2 separate regions of the Mus musculus genome follow, and region 2 is linked to region 1. A link is a contact called in public Hi-C data. All regions are on one chromosome and are shown on one strand. Each heading gives the region's core, a stretch centred on a gene start, on an enhancer-like site or on the middle of the called end of the contact. The rest is flanking DNA. Distances are from core to core; before and after follow the strand shown. Region 1 has its middle 99 kb from the start of Zswim2. Region 2 has its middle 160 kb from the start of Calcrl.

Evidence for each region. A called contact is a pair of places that touch in the nucleus more often than the background predicts.
Region 2: a Hi-C map of the C2C12 cell line shows a contact between it and region 1, with 4 times the contacts expected there. The contact joins two enhancer-like sites. A contact is called at or near these places in 10 of 484 Hi-C or Micro-C datasets (the C2C12 cell line, the HPC-7 cell line, bone marrow-derived macrophages and 4 more) and 6 of 115 datasets of contacts at active chromatin or transcription factors (the HPC-7 cell line, the NIH/3T3 cell line, embryonic stem cells and 2 more).

Annotation. Positions count from the first base shown.
Region 1 is chr2:84,037,701-84,043,512 of GRCm38.p6, reverse strand. No RefSeq gene overlaps it. Among named protein-coding and RNA genes, the nearest start is that of Zswim2, 99 kb to the right of the region's middle. Within about 2 kb of position 4,147, at least 4 of the 459 cell types and tissues checked have an H3K27ac peak or open chromatin away from gene starts, as enhancers often do. A contact at or near this core is called in the C2C12 cell line and bone marrow-derived macrophages, where this site is marked.
Region 2 is chr2:84,263,023-84,268,919 of GRCm38.p6, reverse strand. No RefSeq gene overlaps it. Among named protein-coding and RNA genes, the nearest start is that of Calcrl, 160 kb to the left of the region's middle. Within about 2 kb of position 2,514, at least 16 of the 459 cell types and tissues checked have an H3K27ac peak or open chromatin away from gene starts, as enhancers often do. A contact at or near this core is called in the C2C12 cell line and bone marrow-derived macrophages, where this site is marked.

The sequences.
Region 1 (5,812 bases), core at 2,898-5,397:
GCTCTAATACCTGTTAATAATGTTAAAACCGATTAATTTGTAATTGCCTTTAATAACTTGGCCATACAGGATGCATTTACAGCACTAGAATGACATGCACTTTATCCAAGTCAATTAAATCTTAATAATTGTGGTGACAAATATTTAGAACCGACTAACTCTTAAACTTTAAAAAGAATCTTCCTTTTCTGTAACCTAACAAGCTATTAGGTTTTGAACTTTAAAAGTGTTGAAGCTGGCAGCAGCATTGAAAGCCTAACCTCCCCTCTAAATTATTATTATTATAAAGTGTTTCCCAAGCTCATTTCAGCCCTGGGTCAGAATTAGAAGGTTCATGCGATGTGAGGTTAAAGGTGAGATAATTACAATAGATTGGCATGCTGGAAAATAAGTGTGGCTGGAAGGCCAACAGGAGGGAGAGTTGGTGAACTCTATTACCAAAGCTCCCTGGAGAAATCAAGCAAGCCCATAGCCTCATCTAGGATAATTGCAGCACTGAACAGTCTGCCCGAGAGTTGATTCCCACACTCAAAGGGTGTGCCCTCTTGGAACAAATACATGTAATGTAAACAAATGGCAGAAATAGCATCAGAAATCCCTCTCACAAAACTTTCTATGGTAGGAAGGAAGACATGAAAAGATGGAAGTGTTCCTCCAATCTCAAATTTAACATTACAAAAATGTAAAGTAACTACAAGCAGATTATCAGTACTGTTTCAGACATTAACAGTTAAACATCTCAGAGCAATCATTTCTTATGGGAACAATGTATATTCTTATATGAGGACAAGTTAATCATAGCTTAAAAAATAAAACAAAAATAGAATAGTGCTGGAGAGGCTATGTGAATGATTTAAGTTGTTCTGGATGAAAAATCATTAAAAATAAAACTGAACATCAAAACAGCTCATGATACCGATCAAAACATAAGGCCTGAGAAGGCTGGGTTAGTAATATAGTTTAAATCAAAATGACCAGACATCAAACACCAGAAATAAGATGCTGATGGGAAAGGAAGGGAATCAGAAGCCAAGCCACTTGGATCCTGATCTCTGCTGTCACTTAGAAGTCTAGGTTCCCACACTGCAAAAATGTATTTTTTTTCCTCTCCACTTTTGCTACTTATTTTTGCATCATAGTATGATATGTACATACCACATAGCATACTAAAATTTTAAAGCAAAATTCATATTGAAAAGACAAAATTATACCTCTATATTAAGTGCTTCTTTTGCAGCCCTGGCTACCTAACTTTGAAGTAAATAGATGCTGCGAGCAGTGGTAAGACAATGTTGAATCTCTCAACACATTGCTTCCTTTGGTTTGTATGTCATCTTCTCAGTTCTACTCCCCATTGCTGAAGGTGGAAAAGAAAAACAAAAGCCTCAAAGATGCTCGGGGTGCTGAAAGATCATAAAACAATACAGACTCAGAAAAGAACCTTTTAGTTTTCACAGACCTAGCCTTAGTGGGGCAAACTTATTAGGTAGTCTTTTTCTCCTGCTTTTTTCCTGTCTTTCCCAGAACACTGCCCTCGGTCTACTTGGTCCAATAAGCTAGCAATACAAAGGTGCCAACACATGGGAGTTCTTCCTCTCCATCACAGCCCACACCCAAGCAGTCCTCAGCAAGAAATTAGATGCTAAGTCTCAGATCGCTTGCTCTCACTTGTTTCCCAACATCTTTGTCAGTTTACTATATTAGAGCTGTGTGGCAAGAGTATCGGGATCTTTTTCTGTTCTGTTCTCTCCACCTTAAACACCTAGCACAATAATTCATCAACAACACAAAATCTGACCCACAGAATCTCTGATTAAACTAATGGGAACGGCCTCAGCACTGGAGACAGGTTAAATTATGAGCTCTGTAATACGTTACTCACAGGCTTACGTGATCTGATCCCAGACTGACTCTACATGACACATAATGTTTTTGTCCTACTCCTCGTGGTATTCACAGAGCCCAGCAAAGCCTCCAAAATTAATGAATTCTACTCGATATTAAACAAATAATAATTGTCGCAGGAAGGTTTACCTTGCTGACTCAGGAGGTTTATAGATGAAAAATTCTCCCATTTTTTCTACTCCCTACTTAGCAATTTCTTCTCAACTAACATCAAAAGGCTTCAGCTTGCCACACAACTTTGCAGTTCCTTTCTCTGCTCCTCTGCCTGATAATACACTACACTCTTTAATATTCACTTGAGCCACAGACTGGAAGGATCCTCCAATTCTTCCTTATTACTCTGTGCTTCCGAATATCCTGTTAAAACCTTTAGATGGAATTGAAGAAAATAGGAAGTTATTTCATCCTTTGTTTTTAAATTACATATAAATGTGAATATAGGATATATACATAAAATCATAAAAGCTTTAATGGGATCACATTTGATGTAGATGTTCCCATGCTATTCTCATCGACAACCGTGTCTCATGCCTAGAATATGAAGGTAATCAATAATAATGTCATGTAATAAAAGACTAAGTCTAACCTGTCAATATTTTACAATATTAGGTAGTAGATAAATTTTACAAAAGCTGTTTCTTACACAGAACACAGTAAGTTGCATAAATTTTTATTGAAGATAATAAAAATATATTGGTAATATTTGTTTTTCCATATTCAAAATGTAATGAAAGACTTATCATTTCTATTTCAGTCAATATTCTCTAAACCCAGAATTAATAATATAATTTTAATTTTTATAGTGCTATGAAATAACAATATATTACATTATTTTGGCTTTTAGATACTTAGTATACATTTCATAAGTCATATTTGTGGATATCATCATAATTTGACTGTTTTTCAGTCAAATATATAGCTCTTCCCTGTATTAAAAATGAAGTCTCATAAAGTACTTTCATGTGCATATCAAAGAAACTATAATCTTTCCAGTAAACCCCAACCTAAATTTCTTTCATAAGTAAACACCAAGTGTATAAACATAATATTAACAAGAGAATTTGACTAAATGCTTACTAGATATTATTTTGATAAAAAATTGAAAATTATGAATGCATGTGGCATTTTCTCTAATTGCATAAGGACAGGAAGGCTAAAGGAATGTTGCTTTATTTAAGCAGCTGAATTCTTTGGTCCGATGTCATCTAGACATGTCACAGGGCTTATTCTATATGGAAAGTAGTAGAAATAGGAGGAATACAAAGACTATGCGCTCAGCACTTTTATAATTTATATGGTTATTGTTTATGGTTTGAACATATACAAAATGTCATAGAGGATGAGAAGCTTGGAAATCATTTTTTAAAACTGATAGATCGCTTATGAGCTTGCACCCAGTGAACACTGGAAAGAATGTAGTTAATAATAGTTTGAAGGGTCAAAGGCAGCTAGGACATAACATAGTAACTTAAGAGTAAAGCAAACAGTTGTGGCACTATGCACAGAAGATGATGGGATTATGTCCAATAGGAACGTTTTGCTGTTCATATCATGGAATAACAAAAACTTCAGTCTTTCATTAGAGACATTTTTCTCCCAGTGAATCTTATGTTTATATTTTTATTTTATCTGTGTCATATAACTTACATATTCTGTTTTAATAAGTATTTATGCACCTATCTCCTCAAAGCCTTTAAAACCATGTGCTTCGTTGACACCACCTTGGAATTCCCAGAGTTGGACTTTAAAATTAAAATGAACTTACACCTACATTTTTCTCATCATTGGCCAAGAAGGACAAAACCTTCTTGTCCCATATGACACAAATTTGTTTAATTTTCTGGCACAACACAAGTTCTATAGCAGAAGCTCCAACTCAGAAAGCAGGTCTGACCCCTGCTCCCCCTGGGTGCCGTGTGTCATGTTTGCACCAGGGTACGTGTAAAGAAACATTTTACAAAGGACGATTCTAATCTATCTCTGCAGTTCACTAAACAATAAAGATTTTACAATTGTACCCTCTAAAAAGTATGTGTATGCCGTCAGGTACAACAATTCTGTTTATGGTTCTAAGACAATACGAAGTCAAAGTTTCTGACAACCCAAAGCATTGAAACACTGATAAGTGTAAACAGCATGAAGGGAAAAAACTGTGGGAAACTTTCGGAGTGCTGGGTGGGGTGGGGAAGTACTAGTATTTCTTCAGGATTCCCAGAAGTTTTCATGGAGCAAGCTGACGTGTGTCATAGCTGTGGCATTAAAAACAACAAATGTTTCAGGCAGGCAGTAAAACCATCAGATGAATTAAACTAGAAATGACCTGTGAGCCAGGCCCACATTGTAACTGAATACTTTGTCCAGATAGTATAAAGAGATTTTAAATGTTATTTAGGGTCTGTATATTTAGCTTTTATACATTAAGATACATGTTAGTAACTCTTGTTATGCACATTTCATTCTTGTGAGAATTTCTGATCAAGAAAAAATTTCATAGTGTATGTGTGCATGTTAAGGCTTACAAACATGTTGTGTGTGATGGCTGGATGGCTCAGCTGATAAAGATGCTTGCTGTACAACCCTGACAGCCTGCATTTGCTTTTCACTTAATGGTGAAAGGAGAGGACTGATTCCAGACTTTCTGACCAACACAGAGACAGACAGACAGACAGACAGACAGACAGACAGACACAGAGACAGAGAGAGAGACACACAGAGAGAGGGGAGGGGTATGGGTGCATGCACAGACCTTTAAAATTTTGAAGCTGTGTTGCTTTAGAGAGATCAAGGGGCTAAATGGGAGGGTTGGACAGAGAAAAGAGAAGGAGGAAATGATACTATTATAATTTCAAAAAGATAAAAGTTACTATAAAAAATTTAAGAATTTAAAAACCATATTCAATGTCACTTTCTCATTACATCTGCCTTCATGCATAAAGCAAAATATATACATAACTCATTTTATTTTAAATTTGGGGGCTTCTTTTATTAAATAACTGAAAGTTATTCTTGAAGGTTAGCCCACCTTTGACTCCCTAAGCTGGAAGAAACAATCTTACAGTCTTAGGAGAAATTATACTCAAGTCTATCAAAGAATACACTACAAGCATTCAGATGCTGTCTTGTGAAGGCATACATTTTGAAGAGATTGCATATGTGTTTCTCTCTTAAGAAACTTCACAATGGTCAGTAATGTTGCTCTTTGTATCAGAGATATTTTAAGCTTTTATTCCCCAACTATCTAATGAACTGTGGAGCATCACAGAACACAGCGTTACTATGTTCCAGTGTCTTCTCTTTAAAGGAAACATGCTATCAGAAGGAGAAACAGCAAGTTCTCCCAGGTTACAGACACCTTAGAAGAGGAATGTCAAATGTTCTCTTTACTCCAGATGTTCTGATTTTTCAGCATCTCAGCCTTCTGCTGGATAGCTCTGTCACACCCACTGATGCTGCAATAAATGAACTGCTGAGAGCAGTATCACTAACCCAGGCTCATCAGACCAGCAGTGGTGTGTGTGTGTGTGTGTGTGTGTGTGTGTGTGTGTGTGTGTGTGTGTGTGTGTGTCTGTCTGTCTGTCTGTCTGTCTGTCTGTCTGTGTGTGTCTGTGTGTGTGTGTGTGTGTGGTGTGTGTGTCTGTGTGTGAGTGAGTGTGTGTGTGTGATGTGTGTGTGTGTATGTGGTGTGTGTGTGTGTGTCTGTGTGTGTGTGTGTTTGTGAGTGAGTGTGTGTGTCTGTGTGTGTGTGTCTGTGTGTGTGTGTCTGTGTGTGTGTGTCTGTGTGTGTGTGTCTGTGTGTGTGTGTGTGTCTGTGTGTGTCTGTGTGTGTGTGTGTCTGTGTGTGTGTATCTGTGTGTGTGTGTGTCTCTGTGTGTGTGTGTGTCTGTGTGTGTGTGTGTGTGTGTTTGCA
Region 2 (5,897 bases), core at 1,265-3,764, 230 kb before region 1:
TAGTAATTGGCATACAAAGTAAGAGAAATGGAACTATTGGGCCCAGAAAACACAGGTAACCTGGATTTCAGTTCTGGGTAAGCTGGTCTATGCTGTCCCAGAGCAGAGTTGGACTACCGTTCTGCCAAAGTTACCTTAGTACTATTCTCTGACCAACACTGGCTCAGCTGCCATTCACATGGTGAACAATGAAGCTTCTACGTGCTGTAGAAGATAATTTACACAGAGACTCACAGTTGGGCAATGTAGAGAGAGTGAGAGGCTCTGGAACTCGGCTCTAAATGGGATGTCTTTAGACATCCAAAGCCCCTTAAAGTTTAGGGATCTACATGGAAGAAAGAAGATTTTAAGAGCCAGCGGTGGTGGATGGCTACAAGGAAACAACATCATCTCGATACATAGGAGTGATGCACAAATGAGGTCACAGAGACAATCCTGACAACATACACATGACATCACAGGTCCAAACCAGACCAAATCCCAACACTGAGAAGTAGAATCCCACCTCTAACAAAGAAGCTGCAATTGAATGCAGTCACAATTGATACGTTCTACAAAAGTGAAAAATCAATTTAGTTGGCCAGTGTAAACTAGACCGCATTTCTTGTGTGCTTTTTGTGTTGTCTTTCCTTGTTGGCCTCTGTCTGTATGTGTGAGTCTCATATTTTGATTTTTATATATTTTTTAAAAACAGAGAGAGAGAGAGAGAGAGAGAGAGAGAGAGAGAACGTGAAATTATCTGAGTTTGGAGATGAGAGGATCTGGGAAGAGTTGAGAGAAGGTAAGTATGATCAAAATATATTATGTGAAACATTTAAATAATAAAAATACATTTATAAAAAAATCAAACAAGTGAGCAAGCAAAATCTCTGTATTTGGTAATCATTTGAAATCTCTAGGGCCTGTGATGCAGAAATAGATGGAGCTAGGCAGAGTCCCTTGGCTCCCTAGGCAACCTGTCTGGTGTGATTAGCAAGCTGCAGGCCAGTGACAGATCCTGCCTCAAAGGACAAGAAGTATTGTGCCTGAGGATAAATGACCCCTGAGATTTGTGCTCATACACAAACATATGCATGCACCCCTCAAAAACCCAAGTTAATGGGTAATCAAATTGTGGTACATGCAGGCAAAGGAATATTTCTCAGCAATAGCAAAAGCCACTAAAATATGGATGAACCCTGTCATTTGCTGAGTGAAAGAAGCCAGTATGAAAAGGATACAAACTGTATGAAGTTAATGATGTGAACCTCAGGAAAAGGCAAAACTACAGAACAGAAAGATCTACCTACAGCAATTAGGTGGGAGGGGAGGAGGATAATATGGAATATTTGGAACATGTAGGACAATGAAACTAGTTTTTAAGTTACTATAATGGTGACTATGGAACTTCCCACAGTTTTCAAAAATACATAAAGTTATACAATAGTGGATCCTAATAAAATTAATTAATTTCAGTTAATGTGATGTTCTGGTTTATTAATGTTAAGAAATATGACTTTCTGTTAAAGATCAGAGTCCTTGTAAACAGGGGAGCAAGGCAGTTCGTGGGAACTCTGACTCACTTAACTTCCTGTAAGTCAAAACTAATTATAGCTCGTTAACTAAAATATTAATTAATGTGGTAATAACAGTTGGAACTAGGTTCACTGAAACCTTCTCGATAAGCACTGTACTGGCTGGTTTTGTGTGTCAGCTTGACACAAGCTAGAGTCATCAGAGAGGAAGGATCGTCAGTTGAAGAAATGCCTCCATGAGATCCAGCTGTAAGGCATTTTCTCAATTAGTGGTCAATGTGGGAGGGACTAGCCCATTGTGGATGCTGCCGTCCCTGGGCTGGTGTTCCTTAGTTCCATAAGAAGGCTAGCTGAGCAAGCCGGGAGAAGCAAGCAAGTAAGCAGCACCCTCTATGGCCCCTGTATCAGCTCTGGCTTCCTGTTCCAGCTCTGCTTGAGTTCCTGTTCTGACTTCCTCCATTGATGGATTGTGATCTGGAAGTGTAAGCCAAATAAACCCTTTCCTCCCCAACTTCTTTTTTGGTCATGGTGTTTTGTTGCAACAATAGAAATTATATTAAAAGACTTATCAACATGAATTATTGTATAAAAATTGTTTTTTAAACAGCAGAGCAAAAGGTAATTTGTGACTCACTTAACAAAATATAATCTACTGTATCAAAATGAACTTTATTAGAAAATAACACTAATGTGTACAAGACAAATTATCCTAAAGGCCCGTGAATGACTATTTTTTACTTATTTTACAGTATTATTCAAAGTTATGATTCGAGACTGAGAATTAGCTCTGCCATGTTCTTGGTACATGGGATAGTTTGCCAGCACACAGCAGTAATTGAATATCTAAGGTTTGTCACCGTTGTTTTGTCTCCAATCCACACCATTGAGAAATTCCAGTAATTTTCTTTTTTTTTTTTATAGTTCTGGGGTGATGGGGAGTGACAGGGACAGGTGAGAGGAAACAGTTCTCAAGCAATTACAAATGTTTGCCTCTTCAATTTAATGGATAAGCTGTCCAGTGCTAAGATTTATTGTATGGCTTCTCCCCAGAGCACGGGGAGGGTGGGAGGGAGGGTCATTCATTGCCATTCCATCACGTGTTGAAGTGCAGCTGTGTTTCAGCAAATCCTGATGATTACACAGGGAGAAAACTCCCAGCAGTTGTTCAGACGTACATGGTTTTCACACATATCAGGTCTTCAGTGTTTACTAAAGTTGAAAATGTCAAAGTCAGACCACTTTCTACCTTAAACAATAGTAAAACTTTAATAGTGGGGGAAATTAAAAATGATTCTATTTTTCTAATCTTCAGACATTTTATCTTACTTTTACAAGTTCACTGATTAGATCTTTTAATTTTTGTTTCATATCTGAAAGGAAAAAATTAGTCAAAATGTTCACTAATTATTTCTTTCCTCAGAGGTAATAAACAATAAAGCAGTAATGATTAAATCCAGAATATATTGGTTTTCTATTTCTTTGAAGAGAAGAACTGAATTAAGGTAAATCAAAAAGCCTACCATGGACCCACTTTTAAGTGAAATGCATTAATTAGTTCCAACAGGAAAGCATGAATTACACACTTTGAAAAGTAATATAAAGTATATGCAATTGCATTTTGGAATTATAACTCATTTTTAATGTCAGTTTTTTATCAAAGTATTTAGTGGGAACAATGGCTATTTCAAGCCTAGGTGGCAGATGTGTATACTACCACAGGTCTTTGGGGATCCTGGTGTATGAATCAGGAGGGGTTAGGTCATCTTGGGAACAGAGCTGGGTGTGTGTGCTTCCTGTGAGAGTGTGTGGTCTTGGGCTTACTTGTTCTAGTGAGTTCATTAATATAAGAGTTTCACAGCAACACCATCAGAATAAAGGTCCCGCAGAGAGTTCCACATTCTAGTCTTTGTAAAATCGCATCAAGGGAAAATTAACGTTGTAGGTGACATTAGTTTGCTAATTTAGTATCCTTGATACAAAGAGATTCTCATTCCATCATAGTTTGTAAAAGTATGTTTCCTTTAATACCAAAAAAAGAAGCAGAGTCAACCTAAAAATGACACAATGTGAGAAAAACTCAAATGGCCACTGGTCTCAGTTCAAATAATGTGAGCAGCTTCTAGCACTTGGGAAGGCATGGTAAAATTTCCCCTAGGGAACATCAGGAGGTATTCAGCAATACTGATTTCTCAATTTCAGCCAATGAGACTCAGTTCAAACTTCTGACCCCTTGAGCTGTAAAGTACTAAATTTATGTGGTTCTAACCCACTAATGTGGCAATCTGTTACAGAAGCAACAGGAAACTGATTGCATTTTCTCTATCCCTATAATAAACACCTATTTTAGAAAACCTTTATTCTGGGTACAAGGCACCTAGAATGACAATCTTTGTGGCCTGAAGAGATCTCTCAGTGGGTACAGGGATTAGTACTCAAGAATGAGAATTTGAGTTAGGAATTCTGGCATCCATTTAAAAGCTAGGCATGGCTACATTTTCCTCCTACCCCATGCTGGGTTGGGATAGAGACAAAATGATTCCAAGGATTTACTGGACAACCATTCTAGTACAAACAATGGGCTCCATGTTTAGTGAAAAAAATTCTTGCTCAAAACTTAAAGTAGAGAACAATACAGGAAGAATCCTGATATCGACCCCTGACCTGCACACTCATGCACATACTTACCCCTGACCCCCCACCCCCAGTCTACTTGACTGTTCTACACTGCTTTTGGCTTAAACTTAATGATGCATGTTTTACAATATGATCACCAGCCTAAGATGTGTTACAGGTCACAGACATGAATCAGCTGTATTGGTTTCTTTCTAAGTGTACCATGATAAATTACCACGACTTGGCAGCTTAAAATAGCAGAAGTTTTGTCTTTTATAGTTCTGAAGATCAGGAATCCAAAATGAATGTGTTGGTAGGATTGCATTCCCTTTGCAAGCTCTTAAAGGAAATCCTTCCTCACTAGGGAGTTCTGAATGGTCTTGGCTTGAGGCTGCAAATTCCAGTGTCTGTTTTCACATGGACTTCTGTGCATGCTGTTCCCTTCTCATGTCATACAAGTCGCTTGTCATTGGGTTTGATGCCCATGATAACGCATGGAATCCCAGTTTGGGATTCTTCTGAATAAAATCCAAGTAGGCTTTTCCTTCGCAGGACCACCATTCAATTTACTGCACTGCTTTATGGGCTTCAAATCTACACTGTTTAATTTTATAGAAACTAAGAAAGTCCATTGTCATTAATATAGCCTTCAACTTTCATAAACTCTTGGCTTGCACAAACGATAAAAGAGAAGAATAACTCATTTAGTGACAATTTGGAGTAGTGAGTTTCACAGTCTATCAAAGGAATTGTAAAATCGTAAAAGCCAGTAGCATACCACTTTCAGATACACATACTACACAAAAAAGCAATTTTACCCTAGCCATGTGACTAAGAGGAACACTCAGAAGCAGTGAACACAGATAAGAACACCCTCGTGTCCAGCAACACTGATAAGAACAGCTGCTAAAATGAGCAAGTCTATATGTACTGGACACATTAATGAATAGCCTGAGCACCACATGGAGCTAAAGACATATACATGTTCAATAACTACATGTAGACACTTGACACACAGCCACAACTGAACAGGAAAAATGCAAGAGAAATAGTGGGCTTTCTGAGTACGGAGTTGTACCTAGGTAACTTCTGTAATGCTGCTAATGTCTTAGAGAGTTGGACAGAGTAACAGGTGCTTCTTTTATATGTATTTTTACATGTAATAATACACATGAAGCACAAACATAGAATACTTGTGACTGTACATATATATATATATAATGTAAACACATAGTCTATAATTATTTATGGACATTTATGTATGTATTTTAATTAAATCTGAATCCTACAATTATAATAACTATGACTCAAATAAATTGAAAGGGAGACAGAACTCTCTACTTATACAGTCCTTGAATATAACAGGGGAGAAAAGGCAAGCCATTACAGAAGGGTGAGGGAAGTTCTTTTCCAGACTGTAGTGTCAGTGGGAGGGGAATCATGCTTTGATTTCCTTTAGTATTCTATCAACCCATCTCTGATACTTGAAGAATCAAGATGAAAAGTGATGGGATGGAGTTGTAGTGCTGTGTGCTATGAGCACAGCAGGGTTGGTGTGGTGCTGCACAGAAGTGGGATTTACAGGAAGAAACAATATCTAGGGCTTCTGCTTTCCTCTTATCTGCAGATTCCCACCAGTTCAGTAGCCTAGAACAAGCTGGGAAAAATACTGCTGAGATAAAGAAAAAAAAATGCACAAATTAACTGTTGTTTTTTGAGACAGGGTTTCTCTGTGTTACAGAGCTCTGTTCTGGAACTTGATTTGTAGAC